3 separate regions of the Zea mays genome follow, and all the other regions are linked to region 3. A link is a contact called in public Hi-C data. All regions are on one chromosome and are shown on one strand. The core of a region is the stretch at or near the end of the contact, and the rest is flanking DNA. Distances in the headings are between cores, read along the strand shown. Region 1 holds the start of LOC100383807. Region 2 holds the start of LOC542583 (glyceraldehyde-3-phosphate deHaseN1). Region 3 holds the start of LOC100284622.

Region 1 (4,767 bases), core at 972-3,471, 210 kb before region 3:
TATTGTAAGGGCGAGAGACTCCAAGTTGTGGAGATTCCTCACAAACGGGAAAGAGTAAAGAAAGAAGAACACCGTGGTATTCAAGTTGATCATTGGATCACTTGAGAGGAGTTGAGTGCAACTCTCGTCCATTGGGATGCCACAACGTGGAGTAGGCAAGTGTTATACTTGGCCGAACCACGAGATAAATCATTGTGTCTCTTGTGCTTGTTCTCACTGTGTCTATTGTGTTTCACAAGAGCTCGGTCCTTAGCCACTTGATTTAATTGTACTAACACTTAATCAAGTTTTGTGGCTTTAAATTTTAAGTTTTTACAGGATCACCTATTCATCCCCCTCTAGGTGCTCTCAACGTTGATGTGTACTCACCCTTGCTTTACAAACCACCCCCACCTCAGGGTGTCCCCACTGTATTCAGTGCTCAGGAGGAGATGCTGGCAACATGGAGGACTTTGAGGAGCTCCAGGACTACGATGAGTTCTAGTTTTTCTTAGTGGCAAACCCCCAGTCAGCTACCTGTGTAGGCTTATCCTCTACGTTTCGTATTTCCGCACTTTGATATTAATGTTGAAGACTATGGCTATGTATTAGACTCTGTGGATGTCTCGGACATCTTATTGTAATAAAGTATCTTTCCGCTATTTACTTTGAGCATTGTGTGATGATGTCCAATTATGTAATCGTTGTGTACGCGAGTTTCTGATCTTGGCACGTACATGGTTCGCATTCGGTTTGCCTTTCAAAACCGGGTGTGACAGACATTTACCATGTCCATGTTGATTGAACTCTAACGTGGCTAGCGTGTGGCGTACCACATGTACAAAAAATAGATTATTTATTTAAACTTTTCTAATGTAACAATAATGTTGGTCACTTGTTCTCAAATGTTGTGAATCAAGAACAAGGCAACACAATTGTTAAAGATTAAGAACCTTCGTCCTTCGAAACATTATCTCCTTTCGAATATAACGATCTTTGGATGAAGGTCATGAAGGACACACCTTCATCATTCATAAGAATAATAGTTCATAGAGACAATATATGTTGTTCATTCATTCATTCATATATTTATTTTATGATATACATATGAACATTAACAAAAATTTATATTATGTTGATACTTTCGGCTTGTTTGAAGGTGCCAATGCGAGAGCAATTACAATCCAGCGTGAACAGTACGGGGTACTGTTCATCTATTTATAGGCAACCACAATGGTTCATACGCTATTACATTTATGCCCTCAACGATTACATACAGAGTTTACAAAATATCACAAGGTAACATCACCATTTGTATTTAATAACTTGAGCAACACCTCCTTGCATTGTCTCATTGCTTCGTCGTGACGAAGCTTGCTTGATGAAGCGTGCTTCGTTATACTTCTCTTTCGTTATACCGAAGCCACGTTGTCTACCTGTTTCACCGTGACGAAGCTTGTCAGACGAAGTTTATTTCGCTCCTCTTGTGTTATTCCGAAGCTTTTCTGATGATGAAACTTCTGTAATATTCAGTAGTACGCTGAAAGCAAATGGTTAGTCGTGTTTTTGAGAACCTTCGGAAGAGGAAGGCCCCCAACAAATAATATAATAAGCCGTTTGGATTTATTCATTTTGTAGGAATTAAAGTTTACTTAATAAAGTAGTCTATTTGGCATTTTGGCTTGGAATTTAACATTCCATCACTTTCTAAAGCTCAGATATAAACTTATCTTTAATTTATGGGGTGTAGTATGAGAAATGATTGATCATTTATATATCAACGGAATATGTTTCTACTCTGCAATTTATAAAACACTCTTCGGCTCACTCCTCTATAGTAAAAATATAGCAAATAAATATCTCTCACATATTGCTAATAATAGTATATAAATATATTTCAAAAGAATTCATATTAGCTTAAATGTTTTTTTGTCTTAATTATTATTATTAGAATATAATTCAATTCCAAGGATCAAACGGCTAAGGGTAACGGTAGGAGTTATAATCGGAGAGGTAGCGTTTTTTAAAAATAATAACCAGTTAAATTTCCTGAATTTTAGCGAGGGACTTAGGAGGACGGCCCTGAAATTTACGTTAGGCTACAGCCCAACTCTTCTTATGTTCTCTAGTAGAGAGAAAAGCAGCCCAACTCTTCTGCTCTCAATAGAGAGAAAAGCGGCCCAACTTTGTGCGGCCCGCTACACCACTGACTGGCATTCGGCTCGGCGACTCCGAACGCAACGCCGATCGTGCGCCTCCTCCCTCACCGCGCGCCGCCGTCGCTGCCATCGGTTCCTTTCAACCGGTGGATCACCCCGCTTTCCATAACCGTTTATCCTTGGTTGTGCTCAGCGTCTGGTTCCGCCATTGGTCCCATGGCTGCCCCGCGCGCCGCGGCGGCGTCGGCGAAGCAGGTGACGAGGCAGAACTTTGCGGAGGCCGTGCTGGAGCTGAGGGCCCACCTGGAGGCATGCGACTACGTGGCCGTGGCGGCGCAGAAGACCGGTGCCCCGACGGGATGGCGCCGCGCGTTGCCGGTGGACACTGCGGAAACGGCGTATCTCAAGGCCAAGCTCGCCGCAGAGTCCTTTCAGCCACTCCAGATCGCCGTCTGCCCCTTCAGGCAGCGCAACTCTTACCCGTCTACCCTCGTCGCCTACCCGTAAGGATTTCTCTCTCACTCGTCGTCCACATGAAACATTAACAATTGGCAAGGTGGTTTTGCTATTTGTTTGGGCAATGTTTGTGGACGTGTGGTGCATAAACCTATTGTTGCAGGCTCAGCTTGAGGAATTTCGTCAAACACCTTTTGTATCCATATATGGATGCTGCTGCTTTTTCAGATTGTAGTATGAAACTATGAAACATGAATATTGTAACATCGACATTTTCTGAAGTTTAGTTGGTCTGTAGCAGTTAACGAATACTCTCTGGTCACAAAAAACTGTTTAGGACAAGGTTTGGGCTAGGGATGAAAACGGTAATTATTCGGATATCAATTTTTTTGTCTTTTTTCTTTAATTGTGAATAAATAGAATATAGAATCAACTATGTAAATTCATATTATTGTTTTTATCATTGAGCTTGTAAAGATTCATAAAAATTAAACCACAAATTTATCATATATTTCTCTCAAATGATAGATATAAAATTTGGTATGGATTCGAATACAAATTTGGTTATTTTTTCACCGTTTTTGTTGTATGGGGAAAATAATGCATAAAACAATTTATGCAAAATTTTGTTCATATTTTTAATAATGTGCTTGATAACATAAGAAAAGATTAACATCAAATTTTATATATATCTATTTTAAAATATTAAATTTGTTCTAACAATTCGGATTACCACTTTCATCCCTAATTTGGGCAAAACTTAAAAACTACAAAACATCAATTACTATTACATTTTAGTTTTGAAACCTCTGGGTTAAATGTGTAAATTCATACTTGTTGGGTTCTGACACGTGGACCCAAGCACTCAAGCAGGTGAGAGAACAGTGCTCAACAAAACGGAAAGTGGGGGTGCTCAATGTCTTGTCAAGTGTGTCCCATCCGAGAGCTGGACAGGGTATTTCTAGGGTAACTATGGGGCTAGTGCCTAAAGTACATTTGTACCCTTAGTTACCTACTACATCCTTGGAATATACTATACAACGGGGTAATTATGAAATAATAGTAGCCTAGATCTAGTTACAGCAAGTGTTGTACCCACGGGTGTGACTGACGGGTGGGCCTGCCTTGCATGCAGAGGACCCACCAAGCCTCCGCTACCCATCTTAGCCTTCTAGTCCCAAGTCTTGGAGGCCTTCGTCTTAGAGGTCGCTCCGTCAGCCCGTCCTCTGATTTGATGCCGAGGGTAGACGATTACCTTTCGTTTCATCCGGGTCCTCACCTCGGTCTCCGCAGACCGCATCAGAGGAAAGACATGTTAGGGGCGAAGCCCTCGAGGTCTTCGATCTCTTGAGCCCGAAGCCCCAACTGTGGATCTAGCCTTCATTGCCCACAGACCCTGACTAGGATCAGTGGACCCTTCGTGCCTTCGTTGCCCGCAGACCCCGACTGGGATCAGCTGACCCATCGCGCCATAGGAGGGGGACTTCGCATACACGGCGAAGTCCTTGTTCTTGGACTTGTCCATATTGTGTTGATGTCGTGCATTCATAGACAAGGTTAGTGTGCGGTTAGAGTGGGATGATCGAGATCTAGTTCGGCCTTCGTCCCAACGATACTCAAAATACTTGCAAGTCTCTTAGAATTTGAAGGATTTTGAAAACGTTTTCTTAAAGAACGTAGTGGTCAAAGATACACATCAAATGCTGTGCAAAGTCAAATGTGTATAGTATTTTTGACTGGAGGTAGTACATCCATATTATGTCTGAAGAGGTTTAGCTAGATTTGCTATGTGAGAAACTGCTATGCATGGGAGTTGACTTGAGGCCACTAGATTGTGTCCTTTGCTATTTTTTCGTACAATCATATTTTCCTTGTTTCCTGAGAACAGATTCCAGGATGACCAATCATATTTTTTGGTACAATCATATTTTCCTTCTTCATATGGTTTCTTATAGTTTGATGAACAGATGACCAATCGACCTTTTCACTTGATAACATTGATGTATATTTTCTTACTTCAGCCTTATCATTTTTATTTTGTCATCACTGATTCTGTGTGCCTGTGGGTGCTTTGGTTATGCAGGTACAATTTTCACTTATTTCCTAGAGATGAACTACAGCTCGGAATGCCTTCATACAGTTTCTCTTGTCAACCATGTTATTTATCAACTAT
Region 2 (4,696 bases), core at 421-2,920, 130 kb after region 3:
TACCCCCCAACCACCACAATCTTTGGCATCCAAGTTTTTCTGAAGATCACATGCAATACAAGAGCTAGAGCATTCACTCCAAGACATATTTCCAAAGATTAAACCCTCTCCAAGTCTCGAATTCATCTCAACCACTTAGTGACTTGAGAGAGAGTGTGTTCGTGTTCATTTGCGCTCTTGTTGCTTGGATTGCCTTTCTTCCTTCCTCACTTCTTTTCTAAGTGCTTGTAAGCAAAGCAAGAGAGACCTAAGAGTGTGGTGGTACTTGCGGGGTCTTAGTGACCCGTGTGATTAAGGGAAAGACTCACTCGATCTAGGTGACTGTTTGAGAGAGGGAAATGGTTGAAATAGACCCGGTCTTTGTGACCTCCTCAACAGGGACTAGGTTCTTTGGAACCGAACCTCGGTAAAACAAATCATCGTGTTCACTCGTCTTGATTCTTATTTGATTTGTTTTCCCCTCTTTAGCGTTTCCTTGCTAGTGTGAATTTGAGTTGGCTCCCATACGTTATCCGCAATCCGTGAGCAACTCCTAGCAAGAGAGATATTCTTTTGGACTTGAATTTAATTCTAACGCTAACCTCGGCTTGTAGTGTGTGTTTAAAGTTATAAATTTCAGGTTTCGCCTATTCACCCCTCTAGGCGACTTTTAGAATCTCTCCACCCCGACGGGGTTCCTCCCGGAAGGCAAGATCTAGGTCTGCTGTAAAGAAGACCCTTTGCGCCATCGCGGAACGTCCGAGCCACAGGCGCGGACCGTCCAGACGTACGCAGAGGAGGAGTCGCTCCCGCGCTAGGTTACGGACCGTCCGGCCCTGTGCTGCGGACCGTCCGCGCCTCCGCATAGAGCACCGCTAGGCGGTCAGTTCCAGTGTCTGGCGCCCGTATCGGCACCAACACCTAACACGTCAGGAAGCCACATGGAGCGTAACGCTCCCATATAGTACCACCTTACTAGCTGAAGGAGTAAGAGCGACCCTGTGTGCAATAAGAAAATGGATCGGCCTCCTTTTCAACTCGTACTTTTATCGTACTTTTGGCTAAGATAAGGTGTTTTTGTCGGTTTAATATCTGATATGTGGATATTACACTTTAATATTAAATTTATTTTTATGAATATTAAATATGATTATACGCCGTCGCAACGAGTATTGTACTAGTTATAATTATCTATTGTCATAGTAAAACTGGTATAGATCTTTATTAAATCTTAAATATGTCACTGGTTATGTCTAAAACGACGTTTACGGTTAGCTTCTCGTTTCTCCTCTTCTTACTTCCGTCTCAGTATTTAACATGTTTACAGCTCTATTATTATATTTTCTCCAATCATCTCCGAAAACACTGGAGCAAGTAGATGTCGCTGTACACACTCGAATAAAAAAAAATGGGACAGCTTTGCCGGCAGGCGGTACCGTTGGCGTGATAGTCTGACGCTGCAAAGCCGCCGAGGAGAGCCCTACTCGCCCAAGTGTGCCGCGTCACCTCTAGCGCTGCTGGGAACGCCAGCCACACAGTGCCCGTGGTCCGCGGCAGCCTACTCCGGTCCGGTACTTGTCACCCAACTCCCGCAGTCCCACCCACACCGATCGCGGGGCCGATCGAGTCTGGTCCGCGGCAGCCTACTCCGGTCCGGTACTTGTCACCCAACTCCCGCAGTCCCACCCACACCGATCGCGGGGCCGATCGAGTCTGCTGAAGCCTCGCCTCGCCTCGCAGAAGAAGCAGCGTGAGTAAAAAACCCGCAGGGTGCAGACGAAAACCTCGTCCGTTTCCGTCGTCTTCCTCCTCCCTCCGTCTCCCTTCACCCGGCCTCGGTGGGTCCGCTCCCCAGCCACGCGCCGCTCTCTTATTTAACCCCGGCCCCGGCCTCCGCTCCGCCACTCGCGCACCCATCACACCCCCTAACCACTCCACCTCCCTCAGCAGCCCTCACGGCCACTACCCACTGCGGCTGTACCACCTGTACGGCTGCACTGTCCGTCGATCGGCTTTGCACCACACGTCCGCGCGCTCGCTCCGTCGGTGTCGGTAGCCATGGCGCTGGCGGGGACGGGGGTGTTCGCGGAGATCCTGGACAGCGAGGTGTACAGGTACTACGCCGACGGGGAGTGGCGCAGCTCCGCCTCCGGCAAGTCCGTCGCCATCGTCAACCCCACCACCCGCAAGACGCAGTACAGGGTGCAAGGTGCGGGCTCTCGCCTCTGCCTCTGTTCTCCCTTCCTTAGCGTGCGCCCCTATGGGCACCAAGGGCCTCGGGAGCGACTGCTAGTGCTGTCCCCTTGTCCGGGGGAAAAATACGCTTATTACTTTGTTTGAGTACTCGATCACAATCCACGTGTGTTAAAGGTGGATTGTGGTGTAATTGTGGTGTTAAGGTAAAAACTTAGAAGTGCCACCAATTAATGCCTACCTGCGCTATCACTTTCCTTAATTATGCTGACCGTCCCTGACAATGCCTCTTGACTAGCGCCCCCAAATAGTCTCGCTTTTGATGCTTATAATTTCACTAGCCCAAATTTAACCACTCTCCAAGAATATTTCTCCAACTAACCATCTCTCGAAGTCGAAGTGATCGAAGTCCGTAGGCCTTTTGCTAGTGATAGATTCAGTGCTTGCAGTGGACTGCAAAAGGGGAACGACTTACTTTTCTGACGGTCCGGATCCCCTGTGTGTCCAGCATGCACGCAGGAGGAGGTGAACAAGGCGATGGACGCGGCCAAGGTCGCGCAGAAGGCATGGGCCCGGACGCCGCTGTGGAAGCGTGCGGAGCTCCTCCACAAGGCGGCCGCGATCCTCAAGGAGCACAAGGCCCCCATCGCCGAGTGCCTTGTCAAGGAGATAGCCAAGCCGGCCAAGGATGCCGTTTCTGAGGTCACTAGCAGCTGAAGTCATTCCTGTTAGAGTGTTTTGCTTTGGTTCTTCAGTTGGGCTTAACGGACAAAATGTCTTGTTGCGTTTTCATAGGTTGTCCGGTCTGGGGATTTGGTGTCGTACACAGCTGAGGAGGGTGTGCGGATACTCGGGGAGGGCAAGCTGCTTGTTTCGGATAGCTTCCCTGGTAATGAACGAAACAAGTACTGTCTGAGCTCCAAGGTATATCTACGTTGCAGTACTCGTGTTTGCTGTATATGCTCCACTGATTTTTCACTGCAACATTGTTTGTGTATCGTAACTTATCCAGAAATGCTGATAGAAATAAGCTAGTTGAACGTCTACGACATTAATTGATGGACCACTCCATCCTGACTAATGGAGGATGAAATGATAGAAGTTGGAGGATGGGCAATTAAGTTTAAAATTCATCTATAAGGATAGGCCATAAAATAGGCAGCTCCTTATCTCTCAGTTTTTTTTTTTTGACATGCAGAGGAGTATGGACCATTTATGCTGTTGGCATGTCTTGCTGTTTCCTTTTGCTTTGTTTTGCCTTTTCTTTTCTGATGTCATTGCCATGCTGTGACTGCTCAGGTTGCGTATTTCTATGATTCTGTCCTAGTATAAACTATTGCTCAGTTGTCCATTGTATTTTTCATGCGCTAATGATATTGTGTCTGGATCAAACTCAACAAGGGCATGGATCTGCCTGACTCGACTGTTCCTATGCCAAATTGGCTGGAATTGGCCAGGTGCAACCATAACTCGAAGAAAGCATAGCATCCAACCAGCGAGGCTTAGGGTCTGTTGGTTGGGCTGTGGCTGCGAAAAAAGCTGTCGTGGGCTGTGAGTTGTGAAAAAAACTGTTGTGACTGTGAACTGCTAAAAAACTAAAAACTGTTCGATGGAAACCACTAAAAGCCGCTGAATATATATATTTTCACAGTTCCATCTGAAAGCTGCTAAAAGCAGGTCTAGATGTGCTTTTAGTTTTGCACTACGAGAAAGTCGGCTTTTAGAAAATGCTGCTTTCTGTATCTTGTCCTTTGGCTTGACTTTTGGCTTTTAGGGGGCAGAAGCTAAAGCCAAAAGTCAAACCAAACACACCCTTAGTGTTATGCCTCAAGCTAGGATTCTGGTGAATTCTGAAAAATGGTTGGTTGCTGCTAATTTGCAAAATCTTGTCTTGGATATGATCATTCAATAGCATTGTATTGTTGTATATATTTGCTAGTCCCGCGGAAGTAAATAAACCAGTTAGGGTCTGTTATCTCTTTGGTAGCAAGGTTTATTTACAATTTCAATACGATACTATGGTATTTGAGAATACTGTAGTATTTTGGAATGGAACAAAAGGTGTTTGGTTGAACTTTATAAAAGACTGTTTTGAATACCACAGTATAGCCAAAACTGCACTGTTTTTTGGAGTATTGATACTGCAATCTAGACTGAAGTTTTCTAAAACATGGTATTATTGTCACATACAAGTGTAGATCATGATATTCTAAAACCATAGTATCCAAAAAAACTGGTAGCAAACAGGGCATGTGTTGAGCTGTTTTCCCGCTCAGTGTACTCTCTGTACTATCACAATCATTGAGGTTGTTGCTTTATGAATGGATCTTTTCACCTTTACTTTCTAAACCAACTAGGATGATCCTAGTACCACTTTATGTCTTAGGTGTTTTGAAATTAGGTTCGTCCTATCGAGCAGTCTACATGCAGATGGCAGGAAAAAGTTCCATTATGTTTGTTAGAATGTAACTCCAAACACCATACATTTAGTTATGAACTCAAACACTAAACGTTCAGTTATGGG
Region 3 (4,556 bases), core at 1,901-4,400:
GTTCAAAAGCAAGGTATTCATCCCGGATGCATCCACTTTGTGGCCTCAACTTCTTGCCCAAGCACATGAGTCTGGTCATGAAGGCGTGCAGAAGACAGCCCACAGGTGGCGCACATCATTTTACAATTCTAAAGCTCTCCAACGTGTCAGGGAGTTTGTGCGCAGCTGTGCAGTTTGCCAACAACATAAGACTCAGCATCTTCACCCAGCCGGCCTACTTCAACCCTTGCCAATTCCCTCTATGGTGGGCTGATATATCAATGGACTTTATTGAAGGATTTCCAAAGGTTGGTGGCAAGTCAGTAGTTCTAACAGTGGTGGATTGGTTCTCTAAGTATGGTCATTTTATTACTTTAGGTCATCCATATTCAGCAGCATCAGTGGCAAAGGCCTTCTTTGACGAAATTGTCAAACTTCATGGTTTGCCATGCTCGATAGTCAATGATCGGGACACAATTTTCACTAGCCAGTTCTGGACTGAACTATTTACCATGGCTGGAGTGAAGTTACAAATGAGCTCAGCATTCCACCCACAAACCGATGGTCAGTCAGAAGTTGTTAACAGAATAATCACCATGTATCTGCGCTGTCTAGCTGGGGACCGTCCTAAATCATGGCTGAAATGGTTACCATGGGCAGAATTTTGCTATAATTCATCATATCAATCGGCACTGAAATGTTCTCCATTCAAAGTTGTCTACGGACGGGAGCCTAAATCAGGTTCTGCACCGCAACCGCTGGCTTGAGTTGGTTCAATAGTTTTAACAGGTTCTGCATAGAGGATGATGACAACACGAGTCGAGGCAGCGGGGATGGGGGCACTAGCATCCACATCACTATGCTGGACGGTGTCATAAACGTGAAGTCACTCTTCACCCTCGCCACCATCCTGGCCCTAGTGTGGTGGTCCTCCTCTGACGAGCCCAGGCTCCCTGATGGTGCTGCTGACTACACGGGCAACCCCTACGCCACGGCAAGTCCGACCTCGTCTCCTTCCATGTATGGGTCTTCACCTCTGTAGCCTCATTGCACTATCTGAAGCAGCTCGTCCGTTAGAGCTACAGTCACAAAGCCAGTTTTGACAGAAACCTAACCCAACCCGTGTATAAGATAGTGGATCTAATCGTTCATGGATTGGTACGGGTCGGTCACCGTGTTCAGTGAAACAATAAACAGGGTAACAGACCAACATATATGCCTTTTTTCTCGGTTGAAGTGAAAAGTCAAATTGTCCAAGTGTCTGACTGTCTGCGCTAAAGACATAATATACATGGGATGCTTTCAGCGAAGAATATGGAGTAAATTGATAGTGGGGATCATTTGGCTTTGTTCTAGACCAAAATACATCTTTTCTGTGCATCTATAGAAATGCAAATTGGTACATATGCCTTGAATTTCCTTCTTGAAAATGACATCACTATATCACAGCAAAAATGTAACAGCTTCATTTTAATTGAAATATAAGAGGTGGTATGGGACTATCCTATTATATACGTGCACTATCATATCCTTGTTTATCCAGAAAAGTATATTACAGACCAAGTTGCTACATGTGTGAACCTGGACCTGGATAGTGAAGGACATAAACATTCCATCTAATAATATTTCAAGATTTCATGCTTGATCCTAATTTGACATGATTTGACACAAAACTGCATCATGTAGTCAGAGACATTAAAAGGTCCACGGCAATTTCAAGAGAATATCGTAGGTCGTTTTTCCACTGCATCAGGTAGGTCGTTTTTCCTTTTCTAGGTACACAACTTTTGCTATGCAGCTAGATATATGCTATGTCTAAATAAATTGTCAAAACTATGTATCTACAGAAGATAATACAACATATAGTTTGAAATGGAGAAAGAAAATTTTTATCTTACAATCTAACTTCAATTGTTCAAATAATATACAGGATTTTAATTGTTAATTGATGTTACAACATGGGAGATTGATATCAAACTAACCTCAAGGTTACCAGACAACGGTGAAGCGTGCAGGTGACTGTGCAACCACCTCCGTGTCCTCATGTGTTGCAACCTGATGATGCCACCAGTTTCGATGGCATCACCTTGCTTAGACGATGAATCTGGAGTGGGCCTTATGATCTGCATTCAATCAGACCTAGATCTTAAGAAACATTGAACGCCGGCTCATTGGTTAGCTGGCTATTTGAATTGAAAATTATATATGGACCAAACTATCACTGCTGTAGCGAATCAGAAAATTTAAAAAAAATCAGATTCGCAATAAGACCCAAGTTGCTTGGGACTAAAAGGCTTTGTTGTTGTTGTTGTCTTATTCGCAATAAGAACTTTTTTCTGCGCATGTTTACTTGTTTCATCAAAGAACTACCAGTACTGCTGACCTGCCATTACATATTTTTCAGAGAAATCCTATGTTCTTGCTCATCCCAATATATATTAGCTCTCTCTTGACAAACAATAGCAATGTTTGCACGCTAAATTCAAACAAACTGATCAAAGTACTGCGTTCTGAACAAGAATGCACTGAACACTAAACTCAATTCAATGCTACCATCTGAACTCTAAAATAATAACGAGTAAACAGGACACATTTATTTTATGAACCGGTAAGGGTCAGATCATGAGAAGGACACGCACCCAGTAGCTATTTGAGTCATCGCCTTCAGGAAACCCGGTGACAGACTGCTGACCGCTGCCTGAGCCGTAGGGCACATCGTGCGAGTGCAGACGGTGCTTCGTCTTCTCGTGCATCAGCTTGATCACACTACCGTAGGCCACCTGCAAGCAGATCTAGATCAGAATCGCACCCAAACCCATAACCCTCCACCGTAGATCTTAAGGTCCTGGTCCAGATGCGCACCTCGGTGCCCTCCACCTCGACGGGAGCCGCTGCGCCCCCATCGATCCCCCCGGAGCCAGAGCCAACCAAGAACGCCACGGCGAGCACGAGCAGCGACGCGGCCATCACGACGGCAAGCGCGCGGCGCGACCTCGGTGGAGTGGAGGAGGAGGACGACGAGGAGGAAGCGTCGGCCTTGCCTTTGCTCTTGGCGGCCGGGGCGGGGGCGGGGGCCGGCGGTGCCGTGGCCTCGGACGGTGACCGCACGGCGCGCGCGCGGGGGATTCGCGGGTCGGTCTAGTGCGTCGGTTCGTGCGGCGTAAACTGAGGGGAGGCTCTCGGCGATTTCGGGCGAGGTACATGACAGGCCGTTGCTTCCGCGCAAGACTTGGAGTTGGAGAGGGCCCGGGTCCCTGGCTCCACCTCCACGTGTAGCTAGCGAACGGGGAGATGCCGCGTGTCCCCAACGCGTCACGAATGTGAGGCTGCGCCGTAGGATGCAGGATGTGCGGTGTAGATTTGTTGCGAGGGAGACCGTTGAACTAACGGGCCGTGAACTTTTGGGCTGTTGGGCCAGAAGGCAAATCGTCTTGGTCTCCTATCCCCTGTGTGTCACCACCATTGCAGGCCGAATTGGATTGGGCTGGTTGGTATGGACTGGGGGCGAGAGGGGCCATGGTAGTAGTGTGCGCAAACCAGGTTGTGCCATGGTTGTTGTAACGCTCATCAAAAGTTAATCAGTAGTAGTACACGTTAAAAGTGCTGCAGCGAGATTGGTCAAGTGCAGGACACACAATGTACTACTACTGGAGTACTAGATTTTTTGGTATGCAAAGAGGGCAGAGGGAATCGTGCAAATACCGTGGCTCCCAAGAATCCGCATAGCCAGGGCCAGGGGCGGCACACTGGTTGTCTCTGCCGCAGGTTTAGCACAGCAATTTGGCAGGCAAGGACACAACAAGATCAAACACACAAGATCAGGATGACAGGGCCAGCCGTAGGACAAAAACCGGTGGCATTCTGTTCCATGACCGCGGCTGCCTCCAACAGTTGTCCGACATTGTTTAAAAAAACAATTGTCCGACATGTCTGTCTGTCAGTCAACCCTGGCGGATCACATTTCACACTATCCAGCGGGTGAAGACGTGTAGTGTACGTGCCAAAAGCCACGGGCACCAGCCCGACAGTTGCACCCAAAATTTCGTACTAGTTCGGTAGATGAAGCGTCCGATCACTCCGGCCAATCCACCAGAGTCCAGACCACTCGACAAACTTGGAGTGTTTGGTTTGAGAAATGATATAGTCCATCATTTTTTCACTCCTCACTTTTTTGTTTGGTTTGTGGAATAGAGTGAGTTAATCCATCACCACCTCATTCCTCATAGTTAGTTGTTTAGTACTAATATGTAGAATGGAGTCATCCCACCAAATTTGAGGAATGGACCTATGATGCACCACTTCATTTTGGATAGAGTGATTCATCAAACCAAACACCTCATTTATAGCCTGATTCGCTTCTCGTTTTCCCTGGTAAACCAAAGGTGCTCTAGCGGATCGTATCTGTCGGGTGCTGATACCCGAAATAGGCCCATGACCTTTTTAGAAACGGTACGAATACCGACTAGATACTCGCCGAGCAACTCTGCGAGGCGGAGTGTCCGACTAGATCTCTACTGAGCAACCTTGTGAGGCGGAGCGACTGACTAGTGATGTATTTAGTTTGAGGTCAAAGTAAG

Evidence for each region. A called contact is a pair of places that touch in the nucleus more often than the background predicts.
Region 1: a contact with region 3 is called in a Hi-C map of endosperm, with 4 times the contacts expected there. The contact joins the promoter of LOC100383807 here to the promoter of LOC100284622 in region 3. A contact is called at or near these places in 5 of 25 Hi-C or Micro-C datasets (endosperm, leaf, root tip and 1 more).
Region 2: a Hi-C map of leaf shows a contact between it and region 3, with 8 times the contacts expected there. The contact joins the promoter of LOC542583 here to the promoter of LOC100284622 in region 3. A contact is called at or near these places in 18 of 25 Hi-C or Micro-C datasets (bundle sheath, ear, endosperm and 5 more).

Annotation. Positions count from the first base shown.
Region 1 is chr4:87,766,476-87,771,242 of Zm-B73-REFERENCE-NAM-5.0, reverse strand. It overlaps LOC100383807, which reads left to right and starts at 2,221. Exons shown (of 8, transcript NM_001362147.1): 1 at 2,221-2,641; 2 at 4,678-4,767. The coding sequence starts at 2,355.
Region 2 is chr4:87,420,785-87,425,480 of Zm-B73-REFERENCE-NAM-5.0, reverse strand. It overlaps LOC542583 (glyceraldehyde-3-phosphate deHaseN1), which reads left to right and starts at 1,670. Exons shown (of 9, transcript NM_001112119.2): 1 at 1,670-2,188; 2 at 2,681-2,874; 3 at 2,968-3,096. The coding sequence starts at 2,038. LOC103653482 (a long non-coding RNA gene) reads right to left here and starts at 3,028. Exons shown (of 2, transcript XR_565513.3): 1 at 2,648-3,028.
Region 3 is chr4:87,556,219-87,560,774 of Zm-B73-REFERENCE-NAM-5.0, reverse strand. It overlaps LOC100284622, which reads right to left and starts at 3,150. Exons shown (of 6, transcript NM_001157517.1): 1 at 2,842-3,150; 2 at 2,619-2,759; 3 at 1,962-2,102. The coding sequence starts at 2,946.